Regions from separate parts of the Triticum aestivum genome. Here region 1 is linked to region 2. Evidence: chromatin contacts called from public Hi-C data. All regions are on one chromosome and are shown on one strand. Each heading gives the region's core, a stretch centred on a gene start, on an enhancer-like site or on the middle of the called end of the contact. The rest is flanking DNA. Distances are from core to core; before and after follow the strand shown.

The links. A called contact is a pair of places that touch in the nucleus more often than the background predicts.
Region 1: a contact with region 2 is called in a Hi-C map of leaf, with 3 times the contacts expected there. The contact joins the enhancer-like site here to the promoter of LOC123097930 in region 2. A contact is called at or near these places in 3 of 5 Hi-C or Micro-C datasets (all in leaf).

The regions. Positions count from the first base shown.
Region 1 is chr4D:362,355,627-362,360,082 of IWGSC CS RefSeq v2.1, reverse strand. No RefSeq gene overlaps it. Among protein-coding and RNA genes, the nearest start is that of LOC123097931, 100 kb to the left of the region's middle. Within about 2 kb of position 2,007, at least 2 of the 8 cell types and tissues checked have an H3K27ac peak or open chromatin away from gene starts, as enhancers often do. A contact at or near this core is called in leaf, where this site is marked.
Region 2 is chr4D:362,144,099-362,148,259 of IWGSC CS RefSeq v2.1, reverse strand. It overlaps LOC123097930 (AT-hook motif nuclear-localized protein 29), which reads left to right and starts at 1,845. Exons shown (of 1, transcript XM_044519777.1): 1 at 1,845-3,252. The coding sequence starts at 2,221. The coding sequence ends at 2,991.

The DNA of each region.
Region 1 (4,456 bases), core at 758-3,257, 210 kb before region 2:
ATTTGGGTGCAAGCATTTATTTTGTTTGTGTGCAGGTCCTGCTTATCTTGTTAGCTTGTAGACTCTTACTGGTTCGATTAAATCTTGGTTCTTAACCGAGGGAAATATTTTCTACTGCTATGCTACATCACTCTTCCTCTTTGGGAAAATTCATCAACTCCTATGGGAGTAGCACGTCCTATCTGAGAAGTGCTCATAGGGGTTTGGATTTATTTCAGACTTTTCATATCTAACGAGTTAATCTCTCGGAGGTGCTCAGACGGATAGGATGTGTGTGTGTGTGTACCACGTTTCTCAAAAAACTAAGTTCATTTTTCATCTTTAAACTTTCAATCAAACTAATTAACATTTAACTTTTTATACCGTGTAGACCACCCCCCCCCCTCTCAAGCCAAAATTGTATGACCGGCGACGTGACAGTGGTTTTGAAAACTCACATATCATTGTTTTTTTCTTCTAAACTTTGTAATTTAACTTCCAGAATAACATGAATGTTTTACAAACGAGGAATTCATTTTCCAAACAAAATTTCCTTTCCTTCTTGGTTTTCGCACTTTTATTCTAATTTCACCCCGGCCCACCCACCCCACCAACCTCCCTCCCCCCTTAGGCCTTGTTCGGTTAATCCTCTCCCCAAGAGGATTGGAGGGGATTGGCAAGGATTGGTTCATATTTTGACTAATAAAAGGTTTAAATCTCCCTCAAACCCCTTCAATCCACTCGGATCCACACGCAACCGAACAAGGCCTTAATGATCAAATTTGCTTGGTTTTGAAGTTTATATTATGGATAAAACTAAAGCTCCACCAAATAAAATGGTCCTTATTTCGTCACATTATGTGAGTATGTTTCTTCTCATTGCACTGATATGATATCTTGGGACACTCAAGGCAAATAAAATAAATACATGTTGGGCCACTGCTATTTATTTATTTTGGCAAATTGAAACCAACAAGAAAGGGCAACAAAAAGTAAAATTACATCAAAAATCATACTTGTCATCTTTTTCCTTTGAGTGTTCCCAATCCGCCGAAGGTTAATTACATTGAATCAATGGCAAGGGAAAGAGACACCTGTAAAAACGCCATCTCCATATTGTAGCCACTCGCCGATGTTAGGCTGTCCCGGTACCTTATTTGTATTTGGTGCCTTAATATTTTCCTTGGTCTCTCTGTCTTGTTTGTTCTTGGTCTCTCTTTATAATGCCGTCGGAATACAACACTGATCTGCTCGTGCTCTAATGGAGCACTACACGTTACACCGCCCCATCACACGGATCCATCATTTCTAGCTTAGCTGGTGGTTAAGAAAACAAGAGCGGCCCCGGCCCCAGGGCTCGTGGACGATGTCGACTTGTATGAGTAGTTGTGCGCGCGCGATTCTTTCTCACCCTCCAAAATCAAACCCTTGATTACGGAGAAGCGAGTCAATGTCGAGACGTCACGTCAATGGGTGCCGATTTCTAAAGGAAGCGTCAGGATGGGGATCATGGGGGAAGGGGGGGTGCATGCAATGCAATGCACTTGGGCGTGTGCGGGGCCATTATTTCCGACTGCGGCCACACAGGTCGCCTCGCTGCCGTCGCTGTCGCCGATCGCAACGCTCCAACCGTCGGAGTTTGGCCATGCCATGTACGTGCGACACCAACACGAAACCTAGCGGCCCTACTACCATACCAACCCTAGACGGTAGGGTCTCACGGCGCTCGATCGGTCGCTGGCCGCCTGCAGCGACCTCGCTGCTGCCTCTGCTCGGAAATGTAGTGCTTGTTCATTTGTGGTAAAAGCAGCAGCGTCAGTGTCCGTGCTAGTAGTACATATATGCGACAGCAACTCTCTAGAAGGCTGGCTATCCATGTGTTCAATTTAATTAAGCTGACTGATTATGTATATTCAAACGAGGTGAATTACTTGGCCGAATGGATGGCTGAAGTGGAGAGAGAGCAGGATTATCGGTCAGTGTGCAACTCCTGAGCTGGTCTTTAAAAACGATGAACGACAAGAACAGGTGTAGCTCGCAAAACCTAATAATAATAACGTCAAGGCAAACATGCACGTATGGCAGCAGGCACTACTCTGTGCGTGTCCCCAGCGACGCAGTCCCTATCTTATAACATTATTTCGGGGCTTATCCTCTTGCCGGAAAGCGAGCTTTGTGGAACTGTTCCTGATTAAATGCCACAGGAAAATAACCAAGATAATAATATGGTCCTGTATATTCAAACAAAACAAAACACTAGAAGACATACTTGTAAGTTGTTGCAGCTAGTATAAGCGTTCGGAGAAACTAGCTGCTTCTAAAGTGCAAGTTTTGCTTGCCCACAACACTCGTTCAGAAAGAGCATGGGTAGATGGAGGCATGGATCCGCACCTTCCACGAATTGTGCCTAAAACAACCCATTTTCATTGGCTTGACTACATTTTATTTCGCTCCTTATATAATACTAGTACAAATGTCCATGGGGTGCAACAGGCGAAAAAATTAAGCATACTCTATGTGGCGTTACACAACACTTCTTATATCCAATTTTGGCTAACGTTAAAAATAAGGTTATACTAGGCATAACATTTTGAATATTCAGTTCTGGCTAACGTTAGAAATAAGGTTACACGGAGCATAGCATTTTGGACCATAAAATTTGGACGTGAAGAAGCTACCCTAACATCGTTTGCCGGGACTTAATTTAGCTCTGTACTTTCATCTAATGAAAAAGTAGTTGTGAATGGAATAGCCTTTCAATCGATTATATTTTTTCTTGTTCAAAAAACACTTTTTAAAAAAAAAACTGATTTTTTTTGTATTTTTTCAAAACATTTTTTAAAGTAGTACTCCCTCCATTTTTATATACAAGGCCTCAAACTCCGATTACAAGTAAAAGATAAAATTTAATACATGTTTTGCAAGTCAACTTTTCTTCTTGTCTACTCGGATCATTAATACGCTGCATGCATGCAAGAAAACTGAGTGGATGAAGTAGCTAAGTGTCATTATGATTGTATGCATGCAAGCATTAAACAAGTTACTAGTACAAGAAATATCATTAATTTTTACCTTAATTACTGTTGGTGGCCTGGTATAGATGCAAAATGTATATTTTATAGTGGCCTTATATAAGTAAATGGAGGAAGTATCAATTTTTGGTGATATTTTTTTTGAAAATTAAATTACATTTGTATTTGTTTTCTGCACTATTTTTGGGCTTGGCCCAAGCAAAAGGACTTGACCGACACACGCACAGACAATATGTGCTCTCTCTCTGTTTCGCTAAAAAAGGTACTGTCTCTGTTACTAAAAAAAAGAGGCGTGAACTCGATCTCCCTTCCCGTTCCCCATTCTTCCTCCCTAGTGTTGGACAACGCCGCCGCCGCCTCCCGTTTTGTCGTCGTTCTCAGAGGACAAGGGTAGGCACAATATCGCTTCTGGCGGCTGCACCATCATGCCCACCACCCGCGCCGCCGAATCAACCTTACCTTGCGCGGCTCCCTCTTATTTCAGTTGCACCCGCACCACCACCGACGGCGCGGCTCCGGCGTCCCTGGTGTCTCCTCTCCAACACCTACAACGCCTCCTCAAATTATTATTTTTGAAATGGAGGCAAAAGCTTTGCCTCATCTCATTAAATAATAAGAAGTAAGACAAGGTTTCAAGGTTACAGGACTACACAAGTCCCAAACAAACGGGATCACTCTCCCGGAATTAAATTGCCCAAAAAACTAGCTCTCGCTAACACCCACATCTTGGCCTCCTCCTTTATTATCGCTACCACTCTCGTGGGCAGAGATTCCTTGTTACAGAAGACCCTAACATTTCTCTCATTCCAAATCTCCCAATTGATGAGCATTTGTAGGGAGTTGGCCGCCTTTCGAGGGTAGCAAGGTCGTCCCACGCTGGCGGATCACCATTGTTTAACTGTCAGTAGATCGGTCCATGAGGGCATTGTAGACTGCATACCTAGCCAATCATAAATCATGTTCCAGACTGTTGGAATAATGGCATTTGAACATCAGATGGGACATAGATTCCGGTCCCCTTTTGCATAGCTGACAAAGGCCGCAATTTGGCCATCCTCCGCGTTGTAATCTGTGAGAAGTCCATATCCTATGTTGAAGGACAAGCCAAGAGAAGAATTTAATCTTGGGAGGTGCCCAAATCTTCCAGACCATTCTCGGCATCTCGGAGTTAATCAAACCGTAAACTACATCGTGTAAGCAGTGGCAGTGGAGTAGCAATCATCTTCGGTGAATTTCCATTGAATGGTATCCTCAATGCTCGGACCAAGGTGGATCTCTTGGGTCTTGCACCAAAGGTCAAAGAATTGCCTAATAAGCTTAACCGAGAGCCCCCCTTCCATGTTGATGTGACGAATCCAGTCATTATTAATCATTGCCTTAGCGACACAACAATTTGTGCATTTAGAGATGGCGAAGATGCCCGGAGAGATATCCCTCGGCTTTTG
Region 2 (4,161 bases), core at 596-3,095:
CCCAACTCTACTTCCGCTACACGGCACTGCGCGTCTGGTGGTAACGATCTGTGATCCATCTCCCGTTGTTTCTGGTTGATATGCGCGTAGGAAATTTTTTAATTTGCAGTCTATGCACCCTAGCGTAGAACCCAACAGCTTTGGCAAGCAGTTGCTGCAAGTGGTCAATGGCAATGACAATGAGCAAAGGGGAAAGAGGGTCACCCTGACGCAACCCCTTACCGAGTTAAACATTTCAAGGTCGGATAGATGGATCCCGGTCCATTTTTCACCTGGTTATATTCAAAAAGTTATAGTCGAATTTAAAAGTTAGAAAGAAAGTGTGCAATTTGGTATATGTACACAATGCGAAATAAATTGAGCGCCTATATATTTTGGGTTCAAAATATTGTCAGATGTGATTTGTAACCTGACTTCGGTAACCTAGCCAGAGGTGTTGTTAAGCCGTCTCCCACTCTTGAAACCCTATGCACCACAACGCCACCGCTCCTGCCAACGAGGTCATGGATCCCCTCCTCCTCCGCATTTTGCTATGTCAACAGGAGAGAGTGGGGCCTCGGATTTGCGCTGCGGCACTATAGTTGGATTTCTTAGGATTGGAATTTCGTTCCCCAACACCAATGTTGTGGTGGTGATGGTGGCATCATGCGGTTCAAGGATAAGGTTCCCGACTCCTGGTGCATCTAGCCGACGCGGTCTCATCGGTGTCGTAGAGGGTGGGAGGGGAATTTTCTGGTTGTTGTTCTTCAAGAGTGGTGGATCTGGTTGAGCCATATTATGTAGGTGGCCTTTGAGGGTGTCTTCTGGTGGAGTGGACGGTGTCATTTCTTGTATTGATCATGTGGCTCCTTCTCCGTCTGGCGACATTCGGACATTCGATTGTATTTCGGATGTCCAGACGTGAAGGTGGCCGCGTGCTGCCTGTTAGTGCAGGAGGAAGACGGCGTTGATTTCTTCGAGGATTGGCATGTAATTTTTAGTTTCTGTAATGACGGTCTGATAAGGAAGCGATTCAGTGCCCATATGCATATGCACATGGGCGTGAACAGTAATTGTTTAAAATAGCAATAAAATCCAAAAAAAACTGAAATTTGTTGGCATCCAACATGCTTGAACGTGTGATGTGCATGCAAAATTTTGTGACGTTTGAACATTCGATGCGGTCGTGGCAAAAAAGACAAAAATTGGTTGTGAAAGAAACTTTGAATAAGTACATTGTTTGGGCTCAATTTTGTCTTTCTTGCCTATAGATCCTCGAATGCCCAAACATCACGAAAATTTGCACCCTCCTTGCACACTCGATCACAGTCGATACCTAAAAAATTCTGAATTTTTTGAATTTTGTTACTATTTTATATGAAATTATTGTTCATCGGGTGTAGATGAGCCCGTGCTCATACTTGAATTACCGGTCTTATAAGGACTAGTCGATTCTAATATATGACGTTTGGTATTTTCACAAGAGAAGTGTGATTTTCAAATTGAGCACATGCATGTAAAGTCATATGTGTTGAACACATCCTCCAAACTAAAAAGCGGGAATCGACTATTTGCACGACATTATGGACTCCGTGGTCTTCGTCCATGGCATTCAAAAGGAGCACGTGGTTAAACAGCTCCGTGCTTCCAAAGGCCTCTCGGCGCGCAGCTGTTCCGTTTTCGTCCATTTGCACGACATTTTTTCAAAGCCCACCTGACCCGATCAGAAGGCCATGCCTCCCTCTCCTAAACACTGCTTAACGTGTGTACGCATGTGGCCACTGCCCACTGGGCCACGCGCTCACTAACTAACCGCGACGTACTACCAGTGCCGTTACATCTGCCCGTGCATATATACTGCCTCGGTACCCAGTCGGGAGCCAAGAGATGAGCCTCCCGTTTGATCGTAGCAGAGTGGTTTTGATTGTGCCAGTGCGACTACGACTGCTACCCCGCGCCCGCGCCGACGAGAGCAGAGAAGCGAAGCGAATTCTAGAAGGAGCCGTAAATAAATACTCCTCCTAGCCGGTGAGAGCAACGCCAACGCCCATAGTTCCGTCCCATACCACACAACCACTAGCTAGCAACCAGAGACTCACTGCCGCCGCCGCCGCCGCTGCTTGCATTGGAGGCGCTAGCCTAAGGCTGTGCCATCTTCGTTCTTCGACGACGACCGCGAAAATTGTAGGGCTGGCAGACTGGTGGCCGGCCGGCGCGGCGGCCGAAGCCCAAGCCGAGGAGATGGGGAGCATGGACGGCCACCCGCTCCAGGGCAACCACGCCTACGCCCACGTCCCTGCCGGCAGCAACAACGACGAGGACGACGCGTCGCCGCCGCCCTCGGCCGGCGGGGGGTCCTCGGGGTCGGGCCGCCGGCCGCGCGGCAGGCCCCCGGGGTCCAAGAACAAGCCCAAGCCGCCCGTGGTGGTGACGCGGGAGAGCCCCAACGCGATGCGCTCCCACGTGCTGGAGATCGCCAGCGGGGCCGACATCGTCGAGGCCATCGCGGCCTTCTCCCGCCGCAGGCAGCGCGGCGTCTCCGTCCTCAGCGGGAGCGGCGCCGTCACCAACGTCACGCTGCGCCAGCCCGCGGGGACCGGGGCGGCCGCCGTCGCCCTGCGGGGGCGGTTCGAAATACTCTCCCTGTCCGGCGCCTTCCTCCCGGCGCCGGCGCCGCCCGGGGCGACGGGGCTCGCCGTCTACCTCGCGGGCGGGCAGGGGCAGGTGGTCGGAGGCAGCGTGATGGGGGAGCTGCTCGCGTCGGGCCCCGTCATGGTGATCGCGGCCACGTTCGGCAACGCCACGTACGAGAGGCTGCCGCTGGATCAAGACGCCGAGGAGGGCGCTGTGCTGTCCGGGTCGGAGGGCGCCGCCACGCAGCTGGAGCAGCAGGGCAGCGGGGGCGCCGCCGTGCCCCCGCCGATGTACGCCGTGCCGCAGACGCCGCCCAGCGACATGTTCGGGCAGTGGGGGCAGGCGGCCGTGGCGCGGCCTCCGCCGACGTCATTCTAGCGCTGCACCGGCGAATCCTCGCGCGCGCGGTTCCTCTACCTAGCTAGTTTAGCTTTCTGCTTCTTCCCTAGTCGTTTGCCTAGCTTCCATTATCTTGTTAATTAATGTGCTATGTCATGCATGGGTACTTGTATGGTATATTTTTTCCCTTTTTTGTTTTCATTCCTCTTCCGTCTTTGAAGCTTGGGAATGTAAAATTCCTACAGGTATCAAGAACCCAACGAACAATGGTTGCTCGTCAATTAGCTTCTTAATTTCCAATGATCAATTGGTTTTCGCCTCCTAATTTCCAATGATCGATTCTTAGAGCATCTTCAGCCGTTGGCCCCCCAGGGGGCGCCTAAAATCACCGTCTGGGGTGACCCGGCGAAAAAAATGGGCCTGGGCGAGTTGGCCCCCAGCCGCCGCCCCCAGGGCCGGCCCCAGACGCGGGAAAAAAAATTGTGTACCAAATTTACGCAAAGTTCGGCTAAAACACGCCAAATTTCGGCAAACTTGGGCTTATATTCGCGGATTTAAGTCGAGTAGTCGCAATTACATATAAAAACTAATAAAAAAACTAATCGGGAAGATGGAGTGGCTGGGGAGAAGAGATCGGCGGCGGCGCTCGGGAGATGAAGTGGCTGGGGGAGAACAGATCGGCGGCGGCGCTCGGGAGATGGAGTGGCTGGGGGAGAAGAGATCGGCGGCGGCGCTCGGGAGAGGGAGTGGCTGGGGGAGAAGAGATCGGCGGCGGTGCTCGGGAGAGGGAGGGCTGGGGGAGAAGAGATCGGCGGCGGCGCTCGGGAGAGGGAGGGCTGGGGGAGAAGAGCTCGGCGGCGGCGCTCGGGAGAGGTGGAGAGGTGGCACTCATCACAGGCGAGCGAGGCCATATATAGCCGCGCCGCGTCCGTGTGTACGCGTCCGATGGAGGGGAGGCGTCGGCGCGCCGCCCCGTGAACGGCGGCAGCCTTGCCATTGATTCCCCGCGGGAAACCGAGGCGTCGGGAGAAGACGAGGCGGGCGGTGTCGTTGACGCAGCTGGCCCGCGGCGCTTTCGCGCCAAAAACGATTCGCCCGGTGCCCCCGAGCGCCCCCCAGCGCGCCAGGTTCGGGTTGGGTCCGCCGGTGCCAATTTCGGCCCGAGCCGGCGATAAAAGGGCCCTTGAGGACGTGACTAGGCCGATTTTT